3 separate regions of the Mus musculus genome follow, and all the other regions are linked to region 1. The links are chromatin contacts, called in public targeted proximity ligation maps. All regions are on one chromosome and are shown on one strand. The core of a region is the stretch at or near the end of the contact, and the rest is flanking DNA. Distances in the headings are between cores, read along the strand shown.

What was found.
Region 2: a contact with region 1 is called in a targeted proximity ligation map of microglia, with 7 times the contacts expected there. A contact is called at or near these places in 1 of 484 Hi-C or Micro-C datasets (B cells) and 6 of 130 datasets of targeted methods (the 230-238 cell line, bone marrow-derived macrophages, embryonic stem cells and 1 more).
Region 3: a targeted proximity ligation map of CD8 T cells shows a contact between it and region 1, with 12 read pairs. A contact is called at or near these places in 1 of 484 Hi-C or Micro-C datasets (nephron progenitors) and 3 of 130 datasets of targeted methods (CD8 T cells, large pre-B cells and microglia).

The regions. Positions count from the first base shown.
Region 1 is chr19:32,953,118-32,955,916 of GRCm38.p6, forward strand. No RefSeq gene overlaps it. Among named protein-coding and RNA genes, the nearest start is that of Gm36914, 5.6 kb to the right of the region's middle.
Region 2 is chr19:32,787,259-32,790,215 of GRCm38.p6, forward strand. The region is part of intron 2 of Pten (phosphatase and tensin homolog); the gene reads left to right. Among named protein-coding and RNA genes, the nearest start is that of Pten, 31 kb to the left of the region's middle.
Region 3 is chr19:33,158,457-33,161,361 of GRCm38.p6, forward strand. It overlaps the pseudogene Rnls. Among named protein-coding and RNA genes, the nearest start is that of Mir3970, 2.8 kb to the left of the region's middle.

The DNA of each region.
Region 1 (2,799 bases), core at 89-2,588:
ATCGCTGGCTTCCTGTGAACAGGTGTGCTTGGAACTTTGGAACCTGTGTTTTGAAATTTGTAATTTGAGGTCCTCAGAGGTTGCAGGCACCATCTAGGAAAAGGGGAGGGATTTGAGGCAAAAGGGACTAAGATTCTGACTCCTACCTCATTCGAGAGGAAAGAACCAATCCGTTTAACAGAGTGTCCTTAATGGCGGTTGAGTGTATGGGGGTGGGGGAGGGGGGGTGTCTGTGTGCGCAGATGCAGCTCAGAGAGCTCTCATTCACTGCCTTTCCCTCTGGCTCTCTCCCTGCACACACTGTTCTCTGAGCTCCATGGCTTCCTGTGCTGCGCTTCCTGTTTCCTTGTCAAACTTCATATAAGCATTTGCTGAGGGCTGGGCAGGTGTCAGGCTCCGTGGCTGGGAGGAAGCAGCAGGTGGAGGACATAGGATGTTGATGACACTTGGGCTGGAGTTCACCAAGTTCCCCTTTTAGTTCGTAATCTCTGTTTATGATTTGAGTACCTAGGAGAACCGGCTAATTCCAGCAGATGGAAAAGAACTCTAGCAGGCTAGAGCATCCCAGGCCAACGAGAGCTTCAAATACTTTGAAGATAGAGGATAACCCTTCCTGCCTCTCATTCCTGGGAGTGTCCTCGCAGGCTCTGTAGGTCTCTCGAAAACGTAGCTGATACACTGAGTAGTTCTCCAACCCTTTCCTTCTGACCTCAGCCAATCTCCTCCTTTGTGATCACACATTTCTAGGGTGTGCTAGGCAGGAACGATTCTTGTCTCTATTTAATGATGCTTAAATATAATAAGTGTAATTCCTACAAGACAGTCTTGGCCAAAAATAGAAAACCCTGTTGCTCTTTCACTTCACCTCCCACTCTCCCACTCCTACGTTCACACCACAGCATCCTATAAGGTTTTTGTTTGTTTGTTTTTTTAATCACCTAAAGCCATTGCTTTCTGGGCTAGTGTGCCCCCTTGAAGAGCTGGCATTTGGCCTGTAGTCTGGGCAACTACCTCAGATTGCCTCCTTGGAAAGGAGGGTGACCATGTCAGTTGGGCTGAGCATAGGCTTTGCAGATGGGGGATCTGGGGAGCTTAGGGGTGATACACTCTCTGCTAAACCATCAGGATGGCAGCTTCGTCTTTCATCTGGGCTCCTCTATTGTACTGGTGGCTATTGGTTCTTTTCCTTTCATTAAAGTACAGTGGTTGTTTGCTAAAGACGCTTTTGTTCAGAGGGAAACAATGCTTCTATGTTCCAACAGGAGAAGTGTCAGCTGTGGGAGGAGAGAGGAGAGGGTGGGACTCTCCCTACAGAGCCCTCTGGTGGACTTTTTCAGTATGCATTGCTTCTTCTGCCTTCTTGAAGGAATGGCTTCCTTCTGCTCATGGAGGGAGGCTCCTGATGCATCTGATGACTGCCCGTTGTGGCTTTCAGGGCCCATGGGAGCTGATGGCCCTCCTGCTGGCCTGCATCCCCAGCTTCATCCACTGGCCATTCCGTTCCAGGTGTCTTCTCCAGCAGTTTCTCTAGGTTGGCTTTGACCCACTGCTCCCATTCTGCTTCCTTCATCAGCCACAGGCTACTAAGCAGTCCCTATCCCAACCCCTTCTCATCCTGGATCTTTTACTTCAGGCATCACCCTCTTGGCAGGATCTGACACAACCTCGTTCTTGCACCTTGCTCAGAAGCTGTTCGTATGAAGTCCAGGACAGTCAGGCTGTCCTGTCTGTTTCATCTCTGACCCCTGACATGCAGTCCATGCAGTCGAGTGTCTGGCTTTTATTGGGCATTTACAAAATGCACAGGAAGAAACAAATAACAAAGACAGAGAACATGGAAAGGGGAAAACTTTGGGGTCTTTTGACACCAAGGCAACCAAGAGGTTGCGTGGAATGTCTCTTTTGCCAAGGAGGGGCGTGCCTGCGTAGTTGGTATCCTAGTTAGCATGTTAACATGACATTGTCTATGGTCACCTGGGGTGTAGGGACAGTTGAGTTGAGTAATTGTCTTTATCAGGCAGGTTTGTGGACATGTCTGATAAGTGCCATCTGGACTGCTAACTGATATAGGGCTACCATGAACAGTCCCATACCTAGGCAGTTGATTTGGGGTTGTATAAGGAAACAGGTTAAGCTGGAGCCAGAGAATAAGTCAGTCTGGAACACTCCTGCCTTGACATCCATCCCTCAGTGACTGACTGTGTCCTGGAAGTGTGAGCCAATTCAACGCTTTCTTCCCTGAGTTGTGTTTGATCACAGTGTTTTGTTCTAGTGACAAGAAACCCAGATCAGGTGCATCCCTTCTTCTCTGGGATTATATCTTGGTTCCCAGGAATTAGGGACTTTCCTTCATCTTTCCCACTCTCTTTCCTGCACTAGTTTTCCCAGGGCTCGTCCACACACTCTTTAATAGTGTTAACAGAGGCTGTAACTATAAAGAAACCCAGCTGCCATCTTTGAGGACCTTCAGTTTTTGGACACTTCCAAATATTCTATTTAAAAGCATTGGCCCATCAAGGGAAACCCGTGCCTCATCAGCTGAAATGCTCCTGGTCAACTTTCTTTACTGTGGGTGGGGGGGGGGGGGCGTTTGAAATTCTCAGCTGCACCCCGATGTATCCAGCAACTGTCTCTTACATCGATGGTGACAATCCGCTGGCAGTCAGAAGCCAAAATTCCATTTACTCAGCATTTACAGAGAGGAGCTCTCACATTCCAGAGGCACCCGTCAGTTGCTACCAGACATACCCCGTGTCTGGTCCTGGATTTGGCCAACTCTGTGTGTGTGTGTTTGTGCAC
Region 2 (2,957 bases), core at 118-2,617, 170 kb before region 1:
ATTCCCATTTTTTTGGCCCTGGCGTTCCCCTGTACTGGGGCATATAAAGTTTGCGTGTCCAATGGGCCTCTCTTTCCAGTGATGGCTGACTAGGCCATCTTTTGATACATATGCAGCTAGAGTCAAGAGCTCCAGGGTACTGGTTAGTTCATAATGTTGCACCTACAGGGTTGCAGATCCCTTTAGCTCCTTGGATACTTTCTCTGGCTCCTCCATTGGGGGCCCTGTGCTCCATCCAGTAGCTGACTGTGAGCATCCACTTCTGTGTTTGCTAGGCCCCGGCCTAGTCTCACTGAGTTCCCATTCTTAGAACTCATACAAAAGCCAGCTTGCTCAGCATGTTTCTGCGACCTCTGTGACAGGAAGCAGGCAGAGAAGACTATCCTGGGGGCTTGCTGGCCAGTTAGCTTAGCCAAAATAACTAGCTCCGTGTTCAGTGAGGGAACCGTTCTCAAAAACAGACTAGTTGCAAAGTCATAGAGAAATACCTGTTGTTCCCATGACACACACACACACACACACACACACACACACACCTAAAATTGTTTAAGTTAACCTTCATTTTCTGTCAGAGCTGACTCACTGAAAGTGTCAGCGTTTGCCTAGATTCCCTGGGAAAGGTTCCGCAAGTGCAGTCGGTGGTCAGGGCTGGCTTCTGGGGCTGCTTCTCTGTCCTCTTGAACTACTTTGGTTTCTTTGTTTCTGTTTTGTGGGGTTTTTTAAGATTTGTTTTTGTTGTTTTGTTGTGGATTTTTGGTAATACTTTCTAGCATTTGAAATACATGTTTATATAAAATAAATTTAAAATTCACTATTGTGGCTTATCTAGATTTATTTCCTAAGAAATCTTTCATGCTCATACATCAGCCTCAGTTTATCTCAGTGAGACAGACACACAGACACAGCACAGTTGGAAAGGAGGCTCAACAGGGATAGGAGGGTGAGAGTGGTGAGGCGATGTGAGACAGACACACAGACACACCACAGTTGGAAAGGAGGCTCAACAGGGATAGGAGGGTGAGAGTGGTGAGGGCGATGTGAGACAGACACACAGACACACCACAGTTGGAAAGGAGGCTCAACAGGGATAGGAGGGTGAGAGTGGTGAGGGCGATGTGCAGTCAGTTCCTTCAAGGAAGATGCAGTTCTAGGAGGTGTCTTAGGTCGTGCAGGGTTAGGGAGCATTGCCTCTCACTGCTGTCTAATATTTTAGCCTCTACTATCTAAATACATCTCTGTAGGCAAGTTTGCCCATTTCTCTTTGGAATGTGCTGTTTCACTTGTCTTTCCTCACTTGTCTTTCTATGTGTCAGACTGAGAGAACAGTGGGGGAAGTGCGGAATGTGTCCCTAAGTAATCAGTTCTCTTTGAGACAGTTATCCCCCCACCCCTTCAAATGATGGAATGATGTACTGTACCCATTAAAGGGCTGCTTTCTTCTGTTAGACTTGCTGTTGCTCACATGCTAGCTAAGAAATCAGAATGTTCAACTGTTAAGGGGCACACAGATAGGATTTCCCTAAGCCTAAGGTAAACACACGGTAGGAAAGACTCTTGAAAGAATTATGAGTTTTTAGTTGCAAATGACATAAAATGTCTTTACCAGAAAGGAATAATGCTCTGGAGGAAGTTCCCATTGTGGAAAGCAGAAGTTTAGGAAACGTGGTGTAGGGGCTACAGTCTGCTTAGACACCAATGCATGGTCCTACATCCTGGTTGCTGTCTGTGAATTCCCAGGTCTTCCAGTGAGATCTTTGAAGAATCTACTGTTCTCTTGTACCTTGCTGCCCACTCTGTAGGAGTGAGTGTCTCACAACAAGGGAAAGAGAAAAGAAATACCTGCCTCTGATCTCAGTGTTTGCTAACTGGTTGACATAAGGGTGGCACAATTTCCTTATGAAATTTTTATACTTCATCCCCCTTTCAGAAATTTGTAGCTGTGTTTACATATAAGAAGCCGTGGTCTTTGTTTGTTTGTTTGGGTGTTCTTGGACTTTCTAGCTTCCAAAGCTTCGGACAGTTAACTTCTGTGGGGCATTGTGTGCATACGTGGTGTTTACTTTGTGTTGACTTTCTTTTCAACTGAGTTTTCTTTTAAATTGTTTAAACTGCTTTGATTCCTTTTGTAGACACAGCTTTATAATGCTTTATAAGTCCTTTCTTTATGCCTTTATAATATAGCCTTTATAAATCCCTTCTGTGCCCTTAGATTCAGATAAATGTTGACTAAAGAAATTGATGGGTTATATTTTGCTCAGAATAACTGATTGCTAACTCTGCTTTATTGTTGTATATAATTACTATATTTTCTATTGCTAGCTCTTAAATAATCAAGAAGCAGCTTTGCTTAAATTATCAAGTAGAAAAGATTTAACTTATGAGGAATTGTTAATATATCTCCTACTACTGACTCGGCATTTTTCTTTTGGACAGAGAATAGAGAAGTGAAAGGTTTAGGGCTCCCTGCCTTTTTCCTGTTTCCAGCATTATACACCAGTCAAGCGTATGGAATTCTAGTTTCTTTTTGTTCTGTTGCTCCACTCCAACCTTTAGTTGATACTGTTTTTGTGTTCCTTCTTATACACCACTTTGTGCTGTTCTGATTTCATCTCTGAGCACTCCTTCTGCCATTGTGATGACCGTGTTTTAAAATGGAGCTTTGTGAGCTCTCTGCAGCTAAGTGTTTTTTCCTGAATAATTTGTTCATTACAAAAGAGAATTCTAGAGAATCCTACCAAGTCCATAGCATTGTTACTGTGATTGCTGTTTTGAGATGGTGTCCAACTCTAATCCCAGCTGACTTCAAACTCAGTTCTATAGACCTGGCTGTGTTTACATGTGTGCGGTGGTAACATGCATGGCACATGTCACTTAGTGGGCTTGACCTTTCTTTCTCTCTCTTTCTTTCTTTCTTTCTTTCTTTCTTTCTTTCTTTCTTTCTTTCTTTCTTTCTTTCT
Region 3 (2,905 bases), core at 400-2,899, 210 kb after region 1:
CTCATTTAAAGCAGAGACAGTATTTCCTTCTGGATATCAGGACTGATGTGAGCATCAGATGGGAACAGTCCATGAGGAATGTCTAAGATCAGAGTACAAATGCTAACCATGACTACTCTAGCTGACATCAAGGAAGAAAGAATTCGATGACAATTTGTCACCATTGGGGAAAAGCTAGAACTCAAAAACCACCAGCAGTTAGACAGGCTCGAAAAGGACTAGCTTTTATGTAGGGTGTGTTTGAATTCTAAGTTTGCTTCCTAGAACCATAATTGTCCTGGAGTTTTGCAATCCTTAACTCACCTTTGCAATGGATGAGAATCTAAGGTCTCTTAGAGCCAGAAAGGAGGGGGTCAGTTATAAATAGATCTCTGTGACTTACACCAAGTAAGGGACTAAAAATGGGGAAGGGAGGGGAAAAGAAATGGAGGGTGGAAGCAGGGAGGGAGGAGGGAGGAAGAAAAGAGAGAGAATAAGCATTAGACTATCATGATACAAAGAAGTCCAGCCACAGATGACAGCAAGGGAAGGGTGGAGTAAGGAACTGGAGAACTGAAATGGAGCCTCTGTTGTAGTCTTCTGACTGTGGCAGTAGGTCAGAGGGCATAGCAGTAGCCCTCTCCAGGGACAGGGACAGAATAGTTCCTGTGATCTTGTCCCATACTCTAGCAACATCCTACTTTTCTGTGAAACAGAATTACTGACTGTTCCTCAAGTGCACGCTTAACTCTGGAAAAGTTTGTGCAGTTGTTGGAACACTGCTACTCTCATGGCCTTTTCCTGTCTAAGTTCAACATCTTGCAATATTCCGCTAAAATTCTGTTTTAAGAAGCTGTTTCTTATGGTTTCTTCTGCAAGTTGTCTCTGTATTTTCAAATAGCACTTTGCATATCTTTTGTGTCATACTGTACTTCAATGTGACTCTATGCAGAGTGGTTATTCTTTCTGATTGACTATATGGAAACTTGCTGAAGGATGACAGTGCCTCAGAATCCATTACAGTGACTAACACACAGTTAGACCTCAACAGATGTTGAATGAAAACATGGATTTATATTACCAATTTTCAATGTAGTATAATTAGATGTTATTAACTGAACTTGTTAGTTGTATAGCATAACACTGATATTTAGTCTAAATAGATCACATAGACATCATTTTCAAGAAATATTGCTGGAATAGGACCTACTTCTAGTGTGTCCATACCCATGTAACAGCACCTACCATCCAGTATTAATTCTGGGTTCAGATTAATATGCATACATGTAATATATGACTTTTGTTCTCATTAGACATTTAAACATTTCCTATGAAGTATTACCATTTAAAGTAATTTAGTAATTTTGAGTAAGTGTGATAATGGCTAAGGGCAGGGTGAGTCCCAGCAGTGTTGGAGAAAAAAATGACTTCATTAAATGTACATGTGTTCAAACATTTAATAGTTCATATATTATGGAATTTTGTGAAAAGAGGAGATATTTAACTGTATAAAGTTAAATTAAACTGTGACTGTACATTCCTAAATTAAGGATGAGATTTCTCAGAATGATATTTTAACATGCTTCATCAAAGGAACTGAAGTGAGTGGCCAGCTACATGGAAGATGACTCAGTGGAATGTTTGAAAATGACACTTGCCAGCCTTCCTGTTGTTGCTAGATTGACTCATGCCCTAGTTGATATCGTCTAGTATGCAAAAAATTCTATGAACAGATGATGTATAAGCAAGAGTGGTTTGTACCCATAATTTTATGCCAGGCAATGTTGGTTCAGGGCACAGACATGTTAAATAATCAAACACCAAAAAGTGTACAGGCTAGTTTCGGAGAGTAGCAAAAATCAGGGGAAGTTTCAAGCTTAAAAAGTGACAAGGTGACTAAGACAGAGGTCTACTGCTGTCACATGTCCTATTCTGATGCTGTTCAACAGTTCCTTGTAGGTGTCTTAGTCAGGGTTTCTATTCCTATACAAACATCATGACCAAGAAGCAAGTTGGAGAGGAAAGGGTTTATTCAGCTTACACTTCCATACTGCTGTTCATCACCAAAGGAAGTCAGGACTGGAACTCAAGCAGGTCAGGAAGCAGGAACTGATGCAGAGGCCATGGAGGGATGTTACTTACTGGCTTGCTTCCCCTGGATTTCTTAGCTTGCTTTCTTATAGAACCCAAGACTGCCATTCCAGGGATGGCACGATCCACAGTGGACCCTCTCCCACCCTTGATCACTAATTGAGAAAATACCTTAGAGCTGGATCTCATGGAGGCATTTCCTTAAGGAAGGCTCCTTTCTCTGTGATAACTCCAGCTTGTGTCAAGTTGACACACAAAACAAGTCAGTACATAGGCCCTGGTTAAGTGTCAAAGCCCCTGACACCAAATCAGTTCTGAAACATCCCAGTTTGGAACTACTTATATATATGAAACGAGAAGAGAGAAATTCTCAAAAGAGAAGAGAATTAAATAAATGAAAGGAAGAGGGGTTTGCTGAGAGGTAATGAAGAAGCACTGGCAGTGGCTACAGCTCTATAGCCCTCTGTGGCACCTCTTCCTGTCCTTACCACCATGGTCAGTGATGATGGAGAAGTTGCTTTGTGCAGTGTCTGCACTGCGTGTTTCATGGATTTCTCAGTGTTCATTTTTCATAACTCTATGGGGTAAGTTTTCCTATTGTTTTGCCTCAATGAAGACGCTGATGCTAAAAGTTGCAATCTCTTTGACCAATGTCATTCTGACTTCAGAGTTTTAAGACCATAACTGTAACACATTATTATAAATGTAGAAATCATAAAGCACAAGTGAAGAAGAAAAGCCACAATACACGTGATAAGATAATGAAGAGAATGTGATTTTATTATGGAGATAAACATGTAGTAAACATGTAGTATGATAAATAAAATTAACATTT